Linked DNA regions of Mus musculus: regions 2, 3 and 4 are each linked to region 1. A link is a contact called in public Hi-C and HiChIP or PLAC-seq data. All regions are on one chromosome and are shown on one strand. The core of a region is the stretch at or near the end of the contact, and the rest is flanking DNA. Distances in the headings are between cores, read along the strand shown. Region 1 holds the start of Ephb1 (Eph receptor B1). Region 2 overlaps Ephb1 (Eph receptor B1). Region 3 overlaps Ephb1 (Eph receptor B1). Region 4 overlaps Ephb1 (Eph receptor B1).

Region 1 (3,545 bases), core at 732-3,231:
ATAAGACCAAGATTAGCTTAGGAAAGATTACGCTGGCGGCAGCACTCAGCGGGGTTACAGAGGACAGAAACCGGGTGGCCAGTTAGATTCTTCAGTTGTCCAGAGGGAGGAGGGGTGACACAGAGCTGAGACAGATGGATAGACCTGAGACAAAGGCATAAAGAAGAGGAAGCAGGAGAGGGGGTTTTGCTGGGTGTGCTTGGTGGGGTGGAGGGAAGGAAAGAGCCCACAAACCACTCATGCATGCACCCAACATCCATCTGAGATCATCTACCCACCCCACCCATCCATTCATCTGCTTGTCATCATTCATCCATCCATCCATCCATCCATCCATCCATCCATCCATCCACCCATTTATCCATCCATTCATCTGTCCATTCACCTATCTGTCTGTCCATCCACCCATCCATTTGTCTGTCCATCCATCCATCCATCCATCCATCCATCCATCAGTCTGTTTTCCATCCATCATCTATCTATAATCCATCCACAGGGATGGATGCAGTTGGTCACCAGTGCAGGGAGGGGGAGGGGTTTCAAGGTAAGAGCTTTGGGGATTCCTCTCTTAGAGGCTGGAGGGATGAAGGAGGAAGGGCAAGAAGTAGTAAGACAGGTAGGCAGTGAAATTGGACTGTGGAGAGTGTTGCCAAAGCTGCAAAAGACCCAGTACTCACCCATGTCAGAGAGGGGCATCCCTCACTTAAGGGACTTCAAGACACAGTGCTGTGGAGGGACAAAGAGCAGCTGAGGTAGTATTAGGGAAGATTAAGCAGCGGTCACTGACGTCATCCTTTCAGGTTCTGAGGCCGGATGGGTGGATGGTAGGGGAAGACACAAACAGCCTGTGTCAAAGTCTGGGAAACAAAGACCTGTCAGAATCAGGGGTCTGAGTGTGGCTGGGGTGGTGAAGAGGGAGGCAGTGTCTGTGAAAGACAGAGTAAGTACCCAGGGTGGGGAATCAATGTAACTAAATTCCCAAAGGAGAGTTGCCAGATGTTAATGTCTTTAAAAGGTTTGGGGAGGGGGCTGAAGCCCCTCCCACATGAGTCTTCCAGGAGCATCCCTAACCTTGCGGGAGGAGGTGAGGACCTTCTGCCACACAGCTTCTGACAAGCATCAAGGCCAGGGCCGGATCTGAAACAGCCTGACCTGATCAACAGACAGCAAAATGGGGCATTATCATCAGAGCTGATGGTGGGAAACCACTTCTATTCTGGAGCCTGGTTTTCCTGTGGTTGCAGAACTCAGTCCTTCCCACCTACCTCCAGGCCTGGTTCAAAGCAATGTCTCCCTTCCCCATACCCCAACAAGTTGTCAGACTTTCGGCTGTTTCTTCATGTCTTCCCATTATGACTGTCTTCTGACAGCAGGCCCTACAGTGGATGCTCAGAGATCCACCTGGGAAGAGACTTTTGGAGATATACAGCTGAGGATATGATAGGAAGCCCACAGGGTGTTCTAACTACCCCCGAGCAGCCGGCCATAAAGTCTTGAAACCATATTCACTCACTCCACAGATGCATGCCAAGAATAAGACACTGTTAAGGTTCCAGGAATTCTGAGTGAACGAGATCAGACAAGACTCAAAAATAAACAAAATTGATTAGTAAAATGATATAGGGTGGCGGCATTCTGCATAGGAATAGTCAGGAGTAGCTGTGGGGTGTCTGTAAGCATAAGGGACCTCAGTTGACTTCTTGGCTGAGCCCCTCCTTTTCAGCTTGGGGAAAGCGAGCGTGCGAGGCTGCAGTTCTCCTAAATCACCACAAGAGGGAGCGCGATCACCTCCTAGCGCCTTCCTAACCCTCCCACACAGCCTTGCAAGCAAAAGTTTTTCTTAAACTAACAATGCCAGTGTAAGGAGGTGCTCGCGCCTGATTGGATGAGGGAATTTTGCAGGTTTGATTCCTTGATTGGACAGGAGGTGTTAGGGGTGGAGAGAGAGCTGATGGTGGGGGATCCCGCTCCCTCCCCCGTCAGTCTGGCCCGCTCTGTCCTCCCGTAGGCTCCGCTGTAGCTCGCAATGTGACACCAGGACGCACACGCTCTCGCGCGCTCTCCCAGGCTCGCTCTCCCTCACCCTCTCTCACACACGCACGCACACACCCACCTCTCCCATAAACACACACACACACATGCACACCCACATCCACGCGCGCCCGCACCGCCCCACGCGCGCACACTCCCGCCCACGCCCACGCCGCGCTCCGGGGAGTCCGGTCCCGGCCAGAGCGCGAAAGGACACGGAGAAGCCACCCGCCGGGAGCGCAGCGGCGCCCTGGGACGCGGCGCGTCTCCGCTGGGGCTCGGCCTGGGGGCCGCTGGCCGGCGATGGCCCTGGATTGCTTGCTGCTCTTCCTCCTGGCATCTGCAGTGGCCGCGATGGAAGGTAACGTACCCTTCGCGGAGCAACTTGGTGGCTGCCGGCTGCCAGTTCATGGGTGCCGCGCGCTTTGCAGGGCTCCTTTGGCTGCTCGGCCGGGCATCCTGGTGCTGGAGAGAGAGAATGTCACCGATCCTGGGTAGAGATGGGGCACCGGGATGGGGCGGTACCCACAGGCATGCCCTGCGCCGACCCTGGGCGCCCACAGCAGGTTCGTTCGCACGCAGAGTCTTTCGGCTCCTGCGCTCTGGTGCTCCCAGACAGCACGATCACCGGACATCTCCGGCTTAGAGAGCCTGGATCCCGCTGCATTGCGGTGCAAGCTCCTTAGCTCTGGGCGAAGCTGGTCTGGGAAGCGATACCTCGGGCCACTGGGCTCCTAGAGTCGGCACCTTCGGCTCTTTCTATCCCGGGCCTGGATGCGCTGGCTGGCGAGCGGTAGCTTGCTGTCTCCCTTTCGCAGTCTGAGGTTTCCGGACTCTGGGCTCCGCAGGCAGGCTGCTTGGGGGATCACAGAAGGTCCTACTAGTACCCCAGCAAGTGACTGCCAAACGAGAGGGGCCAAATCCATTGACCGCACCCTGGGGGGGAAATCAGCCCTAGAAGCTGCCGGGTTGCAATCTTCCAGGGACAGCAAGTGCGAGGCGGACGCCTTTCTCGCCTTCTGAGCTTTGGAGCAGGGGTGGGCTTGGGTGAGTGCTGGCGGTGCTTAAACTCATCCGGCAGTTAGAAGAGACTGCGTGGCTGCGAGCCCACGAGCCAAGACACCATCCCTGCTGGCTCAGCGTGGTTGTGCCTCCCGCTGGTGGCCAGCCAAACCCGCTCAGCGGACCCCTTACCCGGCGCACCCAGGAGCCCCGGCGCTCAGGGCTCCCGCGAATCCCGTGGGAAATCCCTGCTCGCCTCCCCGCCTCCCGCCCCCTTCCCCGCCCCCAACCTTCCCTGCGGAGCCGCGGCGGCCGCCACCTCCAGGGACGCATCTCAGTAGAGAAGGAGCAGTTAGAGTTATCTCGAACAGAGCAACTCTGGGGTGAGGCGCCGCCGCCACGCCACCCCTGCTGGAAGCCCCACATCCCGATGGATGTCTCTGGCCAGGTGGACTCCACCCGTAGGGACATTCCTCGTGGAAGGTTCGCAGCTCTCTGTTTCCCCTGTTGTG
Region 2 (3,545 bases), core at 319-2,818, 220 kb after region 1:
CGGACATGGGAAGGTGGTGTGGATTTCCAAAGTTGAGATCTTTCAGCCTGAATGAACTTGAAACTAGCCTGGAGCCTTCATATTTTATTAGCATATATTGATTTTTTTCCCTAAGAGTCTGGCTTCATAATGACATTTTCATATAAGTATATTATGGTAGACTTTGGCCATACTCAGCACCCCTGCCCTGACTTTGTCCTTCCTTCCCTACCTCTCTCCTCATAAAAAATGATGGCAAAGAGACTGCTGTGGACTAGAGGTGCTTTAGAGAACGATCAAGGAAGAGCTTTCTGAAGAGGTAACACCTGACCTGGTCACTTTGAAATGCTCTTGGCTAAGAGTCCATTTTCAATAAACCACAGATATGACGAATAAAAGTGCAAACTCCGGATGATGTCTTACAATTAAACAGGCATTAGAAAGCCCAGTGTGGCTTGAGGTTCACTCATGGATCAGGGCATCAGTGGCTTAAATGACGTAATGGGACACATGACAACACCCACCAGTGCTCTGACTGGTGGGTGCCAAGTACACTTGGCAATGGATCCAGCTGAGAGAGGACCAAGGCTGATGAAAGCCACCACCAATCCTGTGGTGTAAGAAGCAAGATCAAGCCAGTAGCCGGTTGCCTTGTGCATGGCCCAAGCTAGCCCAGTCAGACAGGCACACTGTCATGGCTACTGAGGCCCAGGCTGCATAGCCTCCCATGCCTTAAGAATATTGTATTTCTCATTCTCCAAAATCAAAATATGACTTTCATTGCCCCTCAGCAAAGCCTCTCTTCTCTGGTTGGACACTTCCCTTATAGATGCCTGACAGACTCATCTCTTAGGAGGCTGGCCAGGAGGATTCTCTTCCTCCAGAGATTCCCATACTGCCTTCCCAGTGGCCTTTGCTTCCGCCCCCACTCTCACTCCCAAACAGCATCCTTTCTGTCTCTAAGCATCATCTGGAAATTAACAGGAGACAAGGAGGCAGAATTGGCAGCCTCCTTCCTCAGGCAGAATGGGAAAGATTGTTTAAATTTAGGCCTCACCCTCCCAGAATGAAAACAAGTTATTTTTATGTGAGCCAGTATTTGTTATTGAATTAAATATAAGTACAGGGCACTTCTCCTAATTTATAACACAGTGTGGGTGCCGAGGGCCTGCGTCATCCTGCCCGCCTGCGCCGGCCCGGCAGCTTCTTGGCTTCCCACCCCTCTGTGCTCATCTGTCATGGTTGTCTCTCCTAAGTTTGTCAAATGTAACGTGAAAGGAAGGGAAATTAAAGGAAAACAAAAGAGAGGATTTTTTTTCCAAGTGGCAAAATCAGATTTATCCTAAGGTAATTAAATGTGTAAGAACAAAAGATTACAAATAGTATGTGTGTGTGTGTGTGTGTGTGTGTGTGTGTGTGTGTGTGTGTGAGTGTGTGCACATGTATAGTGAAACAGAATAAATCATTATTTCCCAGGCAGCCAGAGCCCTCTGATGAATCTTAAATTCAGGTGCTTATGTAGCAGAGTAGGCAGGGGAACCATAGAGAGCTTTGTTTGGCTGGGCTTGTTGGCTCTGTGCTCCCAGCTTAGCACCTGTTTTGGAAGCTCATCACTTGAGTGCTGGAGATAGGGGAACAGAGGAGGTCTGACATGACTGGTAGAATTCCACATCATTTTCTGTCTACTCTCTCCTTTCTATAGAACCCTACCCCCTACCTAGGATGGTCTCAGTGGTGTTGGCAAGGCACCTGCCACTTAGATACTTACTAGTCTTTTTTGTTTTCTGTCCCAGCCTTTGGAAGCTGAATACACTAGGGTCAAGGACAGTATCTTCATTGTGACATTTCCAGATGTTTGCCACAGGGCCTCGTCTGCTGTGTCAGTTCATCGATGTTTATTAGATGAAATGGTAGAGGAGATTAAAAATGGAGAGGTGGAGGGAGGGGCCCAGTGGGAACCATTATACATCCATATGCATTTAGGTCCTTTACTGGGCTTGGTCACTACCATTGATGTGAATGCCAAGGACACAGGTACATTTACTTGAGGACCTGAAGCCTAGGCTTTGAGGTAGGTGTCTTGAGATCCCCAGAGAGGACGGGAGAGCATGAGAAACAGTGATAGAGGAGACGGTGCTCAGCCTGAGTCATGAGAGTGGGCAATTCTTTGATGTTCAGGTGAGTGCCTACCTCTTACGCAGGTCCCCAGGGGCTTAGATTCCAAAGGAAGCTGGCTGTCACCCTATCTTCCATACTCTGGCTCTCTTAGACCCACTGCAGCACAGCTATTTCAAGGTACAGTTCTGCTGAGTGTCCAGGGAAGCATATGGTACTGTCCTGGGGACATTGAGCAAGGGCTAACCTCTAGGGTTTTTCCTGGACAGGATGCTCAGGGTGGCTGCCTCCTCCTCTTCCTCCTCCTCCTCCTCCTCCTCCTCCTCTGGGACCTTGCTGATGCTGTGAGATTATTTAGTTTTTGCCTTTCCCCATCTTTGCCTTCCCCTTTCAAAGATAAGCTCGAATGTTACCTCCTTCCTCTTCTGGGCTCACAACAATCCCCACCCTCCTTTGTTTATTTATTGTTTATGTTTTGCAACAGGGTTTCTCCCTCTTTCATCAGCTGACCTGAAAGTTACCATATAGGCTAGCTCTAAAAGTGTGGTGATGCTTCTGCCTCTGCCTCCCAAATGATGAGATTGCAAAGCATAACCACACCCAGCTCCACTTCTTAAAGGACCCCTGTCTTCTGCGATATCTTCCCAGCTTCACAAAAGACCTCAGACTCTCCCAACATATCCAGCAGACTCTGATCTCACATTCACAGTGATGTCCCTGTCAGTGGCTTCACCATCAAAGCCATTAAGTGGGCTGCATGTGTTACTTCCCTCCAGCATAAGCAGTGTCCCAGGTGGGCATGGCCTCTGGAGACATGAAGTCACACCTAGAATTTTTTCCCCATTGGATCCAAGGCAATATGTAGGAGAACGAGATTATGGGTTTATAGTTTCAGAGGGTGAGCCCATGACTATCACGGTGGGAAGTATGGCAGCAGTTATACAGTCTTCAGTCTCCAGGTGGTCCTTGTTAATATAATCACCACATCGTACAGAAAGACCTCCAACTCATCAATGTTGTTGGCCTCAGTAGTCTTCCAGGGCATGAGAAGCCCTAAATAAGCCGCAGCATTTAAGCAGCTGCGGATGGCTGAGTAAGAATGGCGTCCATAGACTCATGTATTTGAATATTTGGTCCCCAGGGTATAACTCTTTGGGAAGGGTTAATAGGAATGGTTTTGTTGGAGTAGGGGGGTGTCACTTTGAAGTTTCAAAAGCCCACTCTGGGCCTAATCTGTCTCTGTTTCAGTGTGTGTGTCTGTCTGTCTCTCATTTTCTCTCTCTCTTTCTCTGTTGTTGTTATAACATGTAAACTTTTGATGGCTGCTCCTACACCATACCTGTCTATCTGCCATCATGCTCCCCACCACGGCCGACAGTTACAGATTCACTCTCTGAAACTATCAGCCCATAAACTTTTTACTCCATAAGCTGTCCTGATCACAGATGGTG
Region 3 (3,545 bases), core at 540-3,039, 170 kb after region 1:
GTCTTAGTTAAGGTTTCTGATGCTGTGATAAAACACCATGACCAAAAGCAACTTGAGGGCATTGTACCTCAGCTTACAACTCCCAATTATAGTCCATCTCCAGGGGAAGACAAGCTAGGAGCTTAAACCGAAAACCAAAAGCTGAGGCCATGATGGAATGCTGCTTACTGGCTTTCTCCCCATGAGTCAGCCAGGTTGTATTCTTAGGCCACCTACCTTTTCGGGGGGGGGGGCTCATACCCCAGTGATCTGGGGCCTCCCACATCAATTATTAATCAAGAGAATGCCCCTACAGGCGTGCCTCTAGGCTAGTCTGATGGAGGCAGTTCCTCAATTGAGATCCTGCCTTCTCAAATGCGACCGGGTTTGTATCAAGTTGGCAAAAACTAACCAGCACAGGGCTGGAACTGATAATCCGTTCTTAAAGGCCTGCTCGGAGCAGATCCCTTATTCTTCTGTCAAAGCAGGTGAGACTGCATCATAACTTCTGGGTGTCCATGGTTTCCAGAGCAGGCCCTAGTTGGCGGCTATGTTCTACCCTAGGAAGGTCTCTGAAGGATTGACTTTGCAAACGTTCCCTAGAGCTTCCAGAAGGATCTGTCATATGAGCTTTTCAGGCACAGGGCATGAGGTGGTGGCGGTGGAGTGTGGCTTCAAAACTAAGATACACGGCCATGCCTATCATTTCTTTTTGCTTACATTCCTGACTGTCCCAGGTACCTTGACCTATGGCAAAGGTCCTGAGCTATGGTGCCCAGAGAAGAATTCTAACCTTAGCAGATGGGGCTGCAGGCCAGAGCCTAATTGACTAGGTGTTCTAGCTGGTCAGCAGCCCCAGAGGAGTTCTGAGTATTTGAGGGAGGGGCAGGAAGCTGACTGGCCAGAAGTTACAGAAAAGAATAGGCTTTCCTGCAGAGGGCTAGCACCAGCAACTTGGTACCAGAAGCCCCAAGCAGACTAGGGAGTGGCTGGTACTGCTCTCGGCAGCAGGCAGGGCCACACCTTTAGGAATCCCATTCCTTTCTCACACTTGAGGCTGGGTACCTGGGACGCTTTGGTGCTTTTGCCGGGAACTCTCAAGTCCAACGAGCACCACGGGTGCTCACAGGGCTTTTGAGTGTCCCGGAGAACTGAGCAATTCTCTGTTCCGTGCCTCTCTGGCTCCCCACCGCTCCGTGGAAGCTGTGCCTTGGAATTGGCAACCCTACCTGTGCAGACACTTACCTGACATCTCCCAAAGGGCCTCCTTTCCTACGGTGGTTGCATCTTTACCTCCACCTCACGAAACAAGTAGGGACTTTTTTTTTTTTTTTTTTTTTTTTTAAATTTTCCACCTCCATATCATGCATGGAGACCCAAGGGACACTTTGAACCTTTCAACAGTTCCGATGCCTTTATCAACTCGAACAGCTAAGATGAGCCACTTTATAACCCTAGGGGAGTTGAGATGAAAGAAAAAAAAATCTGCAGGGTTTGAAGGTAGAGAAAAATGTGTCTAATTTAGTTCAAAAAAGGTTTCCAGAGCCTGTTCCCCTCCCACTTAGGGTTGTTGGCCTCAGCCTTGGGCTCTCTGCCAGTTCCTGCTGAGGTACTGCAGAAGGGCTGGCCCGAGGAGCGTGTTCATGTGCATATGTGCTCCCGTGGACATGCGCACGAGTCGGGCCCGTATGCTGACAGCCACATCCAAGGTCGCTGAATTCAAGGCCTCTGAGGAGCACTTCCACCCGCCCCTGGCCTGGGAACAGTCAGCTGGTGAGAGGAAGTCCACAGCCCAGATGGTCTTCCCTCAAGCCCCAGGGAGACCAGCAATTCTCAGGGCCAAGGGAGGCCAAGGTCATTAACACCACACGGCTCTGTAAGATGAGCTTCGTAATAGGATTTCCCAATAGGCGACTTCATTGGGAAACCACCCGGGGTCTCCTCAGCTTCCTGCAGTGGCCCTGCCCAGTGCCCTCCAGAGAGGAGGCATAAGTAATTGGCTGGATGTAATGGGCTGTGACACTCTGAACATGGGTAAGTGGGGATGGAAGGATGCCCCTTGGCTACATAGCCTCCAAATGTTGGGCTCCAAAAGCAGCCCAGGATGCAGATGTCAGGGTCCAGATCCCCTTAGGTTTTACACTTCTGCCTTGAGGAAAACCCCATTCCCTACTGTTGACAGCTGTGACTGTCTCGGGTAGTCCCACACCACTGAATGATAACACACTTCAGGTAGGAGAGCAGTCTAGGAAGAAGTCTGTATTCTTTTGCTTGAAGGCTGGTCATCTGTGACTTTAAATATGCATTATGGTGTGAGTAGTGGAAGTATCTCTGGGCTGAGAGGCCAGTAGGGGCCTGAAGGTGGCCATTGACTGCACTGGCATTTGGTCATGAAAACCTATGAGGTCTGGAGCTGAGTGAATGAGTGGATGGGGGTGAAATGCCCATAGAGAGGACTAGCCCAGTTCAGACTTAGGTCTTGAGATGCTACCATCTGCCTCTGGTTCTAAGACTAGATGAAGCTGAAGTTAACCACTCTTTAGAATATATATGTTTTCAGGAATATTGAGCCTTTCAAGCGACCTTGGTTTTGCTTCTGGTTCTTAGATGTCCTTACACCATTTTGCACCTTGTAGCTGCCTAGAAGTTTTTGTTGGTCATCATCATCTGGCTCGACCCATCCCCTCTACCCAGAGAACATGAGAACCCTTTGCAAACCATTTGAGTAGCACATAGGTTGCAGTGGGGCTGTGTGGGTGCTAAGGCTGTGTTCCAGAGAGAGAGGGAGAGTAGATAGTAGAGTCTGGATGTGACTTTCTGGTCAGCATTGAGGACTCCTCAAGGGCTGTGTGCCATCTCAGCCACACTCATTTCCTCGTCTGCTGGGTCTTCTAGGACAGAATGTCACCACAGATATGGTACTTTATAATGGGCTGAAACTCACTTCCTACAGTTTTGGAGGCAAGGAAGCCCAAGTCCAGGTCTTTGGTGGGTTCAGTTCTATAGCTCTCTGTTGTTGGTAAGTCCCTTTCTGCAGGTTCTGAAGGTTCACAGACTTCCTTGACTATATGGGAGTCAGTGAGAAGGAACCCTCTCTAAATCCAAGCCTACCTGTATCTTTCTGTTCTGGGCCCCAGGGAGCTCAGTTAGTCTAGGTTTTCTTTTACTTCCTGTTGCCACGGACACCTGTGTTGACAGAACCCTGATGCTCCCAGGTCTTCCTCATTGCAGGGGGATGAAGACAACCAAAAAGCCATAGTAGGATATGGGCAAAGGACACAGTCAAACCATCCAGAGCAAATCCTACTTTGCTGTTAGGGCTTTGAAATGAACATTGAGAGGAGCAAGCTTGACCTTTCCCTAGAGACAGCTCTTGGCCTTTGGGTGGCCTGTGTATATTCTCCTTGCTGGCTGTGATAACAGCCAGAGTATCTGCTAGCAAAAGAGGTTGACACTCCACTGTAGCAGCTATGTGATGATATGGGGCAGATAGTTCCTTTGGAGATGTAATTTGATTCAGAAGAGCATGGCAAGGTTTGCTCTGGGTTCTAGAAGCCATCCAGGTA
Region 4 (3,545 bases), core at 682-3,181, 140 kb after region 1:
TGTGTATATGTTGTATGTTTATATTTGTGTATATGTGTGAATGTATCCGTGTGTATGTGTATATGTGCATATTTATGTGTATATGTATATGTGCATATTTATGTGTGTATGTAATGTTATATACATTTGTATACCTTTACATTTCTGCATATGTACCAGTGTATATATGTGGTGTGTATGTTTGAATACACATGTATTTTTATGTGTATATGAATATGCCTGTGTAGACATGTGCAAGTGTGTATATGTGTCTATGTATAGACAGATGAAGTTAAAGGAGTTTTACCGAGGCCTCTCTAGGCAGGTCTGTGTTGTGGTAGGAGGATTTTGAACTGACTAAGCTAAGCTCCTGGAGCCAGCTGTTGGGGAGGGAAAGACTCCCATTTGAAAGCCTATGTCTGGCCATAAACTCCCTGCACAAGCTTCAGAATCCTGTAGGGCTATCCCAATACCCACTGTCTGGCTATCCAGGTGTGTGGACTGCCTGGGCCACTTGGCATCCCTGGCTCTGTCCTCCATCCTCAAGTGCTCAAGGCGCTCTTGCCAGCTGGCTCTCATGGGAGTGAGGAAATTACACTCAGGAGAGAAAGCCTCTCCAGTAACTGCCTGTCTCTTCCAAGGCTAACAAAATCAATTCTGATTTTTCTGGGCTGGTAAGTGACATGGGTATAGAGCAGCAGCCTAGGCCAGCTCGTGACATCAAATCTCTGCTCACATCCCCATTGGCTGATCCCTGCCTACATGATCAGGGCCTGCCTGTTGGACTCCCTCACCTCCTCCGTTCTGTCCGGTAACAGCCTCACACAGGACAAGGCTAGGTAAAGAAGTTTTCTTTGGCACTTAGGAAACACTAGCCTATTATCAGCCCTCTGGAGGGCTGATTTTCTTCTCCTCTTCCTTTGATGACTCAATCCTGCTAATTAGGAGCTGAGTTAGGGGCAGATCCAAGTGAAATTTAGCTGTGGGTGAGAGAAAGGGTTTTGTGAATGGAATGTCCCCTATTTGACTTTGGAGGCATGCCAGGAGCAGGAGGGCAGAGGGTGCGGCCGGTTGTGCTTTTTCATACTGTGTGTTGATCTGAGAGCATGTGGCCTGGTGGCTAAGTCCTGGCGCCTCCCCTCAACACACACTTCTCCTCAGCCAGGGCAGAAAAGTTCAAAGCAGTCTTTGAGGACTGAACTGAGCTCACAGCACGGATGGTCCAGATAGCATGGGCCAGTTTAGACCATGGGAGTGAGCTGACACACCCTGACACCCACACCTGTCTCTTTTATTCTTTTCTGTCTCTTCTCACTCCTTCTTGCTTGTCTCCCACAGTACTGGGTATTGGTCAGATGCTACGGCTCCTCTGTCTCATGGCATGTGTGCAGCAGCTCCTGCCCTTTAGCCTCTTCCATCTTTATGTTGGAAAAGAAGAAATAGCTGCCGCCGGCCCCTTCCTTGAGCAGAAAGAAGCCCTGGCATTTCTTGTACTTGGGCCTACCTGTCTTGGATTCTATACCCACTCTCCAATAGAGGACTTGTTGCTCATGGTCAGGGTTGGGCTAGGCCCAGTGAAAACTTAGGTTCTGTAGGGAAGGGGGACATAGCGTAACTCTCTCAGGGTATAGATTCCAGAAAGTTCTTAGATAGCAGATGAGAAAGATTGAAAATAACAAACAAACAAACAAACAAACAGAAGAGGCCCGTGAGAACCGACCGCAGGGCTTTCCTGGGCTCCATCTTACTGCTAAGGAAACAGAAATGAGGGACACCTCCAGATAAATCACCTTAGATGCCATGGCTCAACAGTGGCTCCCGTTGCCCTTTAACCCCTGATAGGCTGATCCTCTACTAGGACACAACTAATGAGATGCCTGCTTAGGACAAACCACAGCTGTGAATTGTGGAAGACTCAAGCTGAGACTCTGATGAGGTCCAGGAATTCAGGCCCTCCGTGGAAAAGGCAGTCTTTTTCTCACAGTACCAGCCATGAATGGAGTCCTTTCCTTAGCTGTTACCCAGGAATTAGTTTAGCTTTCTCAGCCAAGAGAGGCCAGCCCCCTGCCGCTGACCTCTGGCCCCCTGATCTCTCCTCCTCCTCTCTCCTCCTCCTCCCTCTTCAGGTAAACCATTGAGCTAAGTCAGGCCTCCCCACCCTGTGTTTCCCACCTACTCTTTATCTTTTTCTCTCTCTACCAAAAGGCCTGTAATTAGGAAACATTAGCAGGCTCAAAACAGCTTTCATACCTGAAACATCCTCCCTAATTGCACTCAGCCGAGCTCTTCCCTGGCTATTAATGTCACTTTTATGAAGCAATGAGGAGCAAAACACCCGAGGCACTTAAAACATTTTTTATATAATATGCGTCTTTTAGGAATGGAAGTTTAAAATCACCTGCCTGACAGAGACAGTGATAGACAAAGGCAAGGGGGGCTCAGGACTAGAGCTGGGAGGTGGGGCCTCCTCTAGGAGATGGAGGGTGGTCCAGGAGATCAGAATCTGCTCACAGAAAGAAAAGGCCTAGAGGCCTGCCTGGTGAGGTAGAAGGGTGGGTGGGATGGAGCCTCAGGGGAGGAGAGTTGGGCTAAGGACTCCTGTGTATGCTTGTGTGTGTGTGTGTATGTGTACGCGCATGCGTGCACATGTATGTATATGTATGCATGCATGCAAGTTAAAAAAATGGGCATTATTATTTCTAGTTTACTGGATTAAGGGATTTTGGGAGTTGTGGCTTTCCAGATTCTTGATGTCACACTAATTTCCTTTCTTGCCCTTAGAAATGCCTCACACGATTCATCAGCTTATTAGGTCTGTCCAAAATCTCCAGAGGTTATCATAACCCACTTCTCTCTTTTTAGAGAAGTTGTGGCCCCAAAAAGAAGCAGTTGTCTTAGTGGCTCACTCATGACAGGCTCAGCCGGGAGCACACAGGCAGGTGGGGATGTATGGGTTCTTTTCCTAGGCCAGATCTGGCTTGTTTGCACCCTAATAGGCTTAACTTAAGTTAACTGGGACAGATAGGTGCCCTTTGTCATCTCTCAAGCCCTCTATGGGAAGGTTGTGGCATGTTAGCCTGAAGACAGAATGACAGATCTTCCTAACTTGAAAGACAAGGTGCTTTTAGGACCTTAAGAGAGCAGGGTTCTTGAATGGAGGAGAGCAGATCAGGTCTTCCAGCCTGAACTCAGCTCTACTCAGATAAACAAAACAAAACAAAACAAAACAAAACAAAACAAAACAAAACCTGAGTGGAGGGCAGAGCATAGAAGCAAGGTTATGTTGAATTAGGAAGTCCGAAGGGGTCTACGAGATGGCTCAGCTGCCAGTTCCAGATGTGTAAGCATGAAGGTATGAGTTTGGATCTCTAACACGCATGCAGAAAGTTGGACTTGACGTGCACCTGTGATTCCAGTACAAGAAGGTAGAGATAAGCGACACCCACAGGGCTTGTTGGCCAACTAATTAAGCCCAGTCATCGAGCTCTGGACTCTGAGACTGGACCTGTCTCAACAGATAGAGAACAATTGAGTAAGGCTGGTAATAGTATCAATCTCTGGCTTCT

What was found. Hi-C and Micro-C count contacts between places; a contact is called where the count stands out from the background. HiChIP or PLAC-seq counts read pairs in DNA pulled down with a chosen protein or histone mark.
Region 2: a Hi-C map of cortical neurons shows a contact between it and region 1, with 4 times the contacts expected there. The contact joins the enhancer-like site here to the promoter of Ephb1 in region 1. A contact is called at or near these places in 6 of 39 promoter capture datasets (cranial neural crest, embryonic stem cells, hippocampal neurons and 2 more), 1 of 15 datasets of contacts at CTCF or cohesin (embryonic stem cells), 13 of 484 Hi-C or Micro-C datasets (cerebral cortex, cortical neurons, embryonic stem cells and 3 more), 12 of 115 datasets of contacts at active chromatin or transcription factors (craniofacial prominence, embryonic forebrain, embryonic hindbrain and 6 more) and 3 of 9 other capture datasets (adipose tissue, embryonic stem cells and liver).
Region 3: a Hi-C map of cerebellum shows a contact between it and region 1, with 4 times the contacts expected there. The contact joins the enhancer-like site here to the promoter of Ephb1 in region 1. A contact is called at or near these places in 8 of 39 promoter capture datasets (cranial neural crest, embryonic stem cells, epiblast stem cells and 4 more), 12 of 484 Hi-C or Micro-C datasets (Sertoli cells, cerebellar granule neurons, cerebellum and 6 more), 10 of 115 datasets of contacts at active chromatin or transcription factors (astrocytes, embryonic forebrain, embryonic hindbrain and 6 more) and 3 of 9 other capture datasets (adipose tissue, embryonic stem cells and pancreatic islet).
Region 4: a contact with region 1 is called in an H3K4me3 HiChIP or PLAC-seq map of stem cell-derived anterior neural progenitor cells, with 9 times the contacts expected there. The contact joins the enhancer-like site here to the promoter of Ephb1 in region 1. A contact is called at or near these places in 2 of 39 promoter capture datasets (cranial neural crest and hippocampal neurons), 4 of 484 Hi-C or Micro-C datasets (cardiac endothelial cells, cortical glia, embryonic stem cells and 1 more), 11 of 115 datasets of contacts at active chromatin or transcription factors (astrocytes, embryonic forebrain, embryonic hindbrain and 6 more) and 3 of 9 other capture datasets (adipose tissue, embryonic stem cells and pancreatic islet).

The regions. Positions count from the first base shown.
Region 1 is chr9:102,353,129-102,356,673 of GRCm38.p6, reverse strand. Ephb1 (Eph receptor B1) reads left to right here and starts at 1,981. Exons shown (of 16, transcript NM_173447.3): 1 at 1,981-2,392. The coding sequence starts at 2,335.
Region 2 is chr9:102,136,359-102,139,903 of GRCm38.p6, reverse strand. The region is part of intron 3 of Ephb1 (Eph receptor B1); the gene reads left to right. Among named protein-coding and RNA genes, the nearest start is that of Gm31233, 72 kb to the left of the region's middle. Within about 2 kb of position 1,568, at least 14 of the 459 cell types and tissues checked have an H3K27ac peak or open chromatin away from gene starts, as enhancers often do. A contact at or near this core is called in cerebral cortex, cortical neurons and hippocampal neurons, where this site is marked.
Region 3 is chr9:102,187,750-102,191,294 of GRCm38.p6, reverse strand. The region is part of intron 3 of Ephb1 (Eph receptor B1); the gene reads left to right. Among named protein-coding and RNA genes, the nearest start is that of Gm31233, 21 kb to the left of the region's middle. Within about 2 kb of position 1,789, at least 18 of the 459 cell types and tissues checked have an H3K27ac peak or open chromatin away from gene starts, as enhancers often do. A contact at or near this core is called in Sertoli cells, cerebellar granule neurons and cerebellum, where this site is marked.
Region 4 is chr9:102,214,372-102,217,916 of GRCm38.p6, reverse strand. All of the region lies in intron 2 of Ephb1 (Eph receptor B1), which reads left to right. All of the region lies in intron 1 of Gm31233 (a long non-coding RNA gene), which reads right to left. Among named protein-coding and RNA genes, the nearest start is that of Gm31233, 5.8 kb to the right of the region's middle. Within about 2 kb of position 1,931, at least 8 of the 459 cell types and tissues checked have an H3K27ac peak or open chromatin away from gene starts, as enhancers often do. A contact at or near this core is called in astrocytes and stem cell-derived anterior neural progenitor cells, where this site is marked.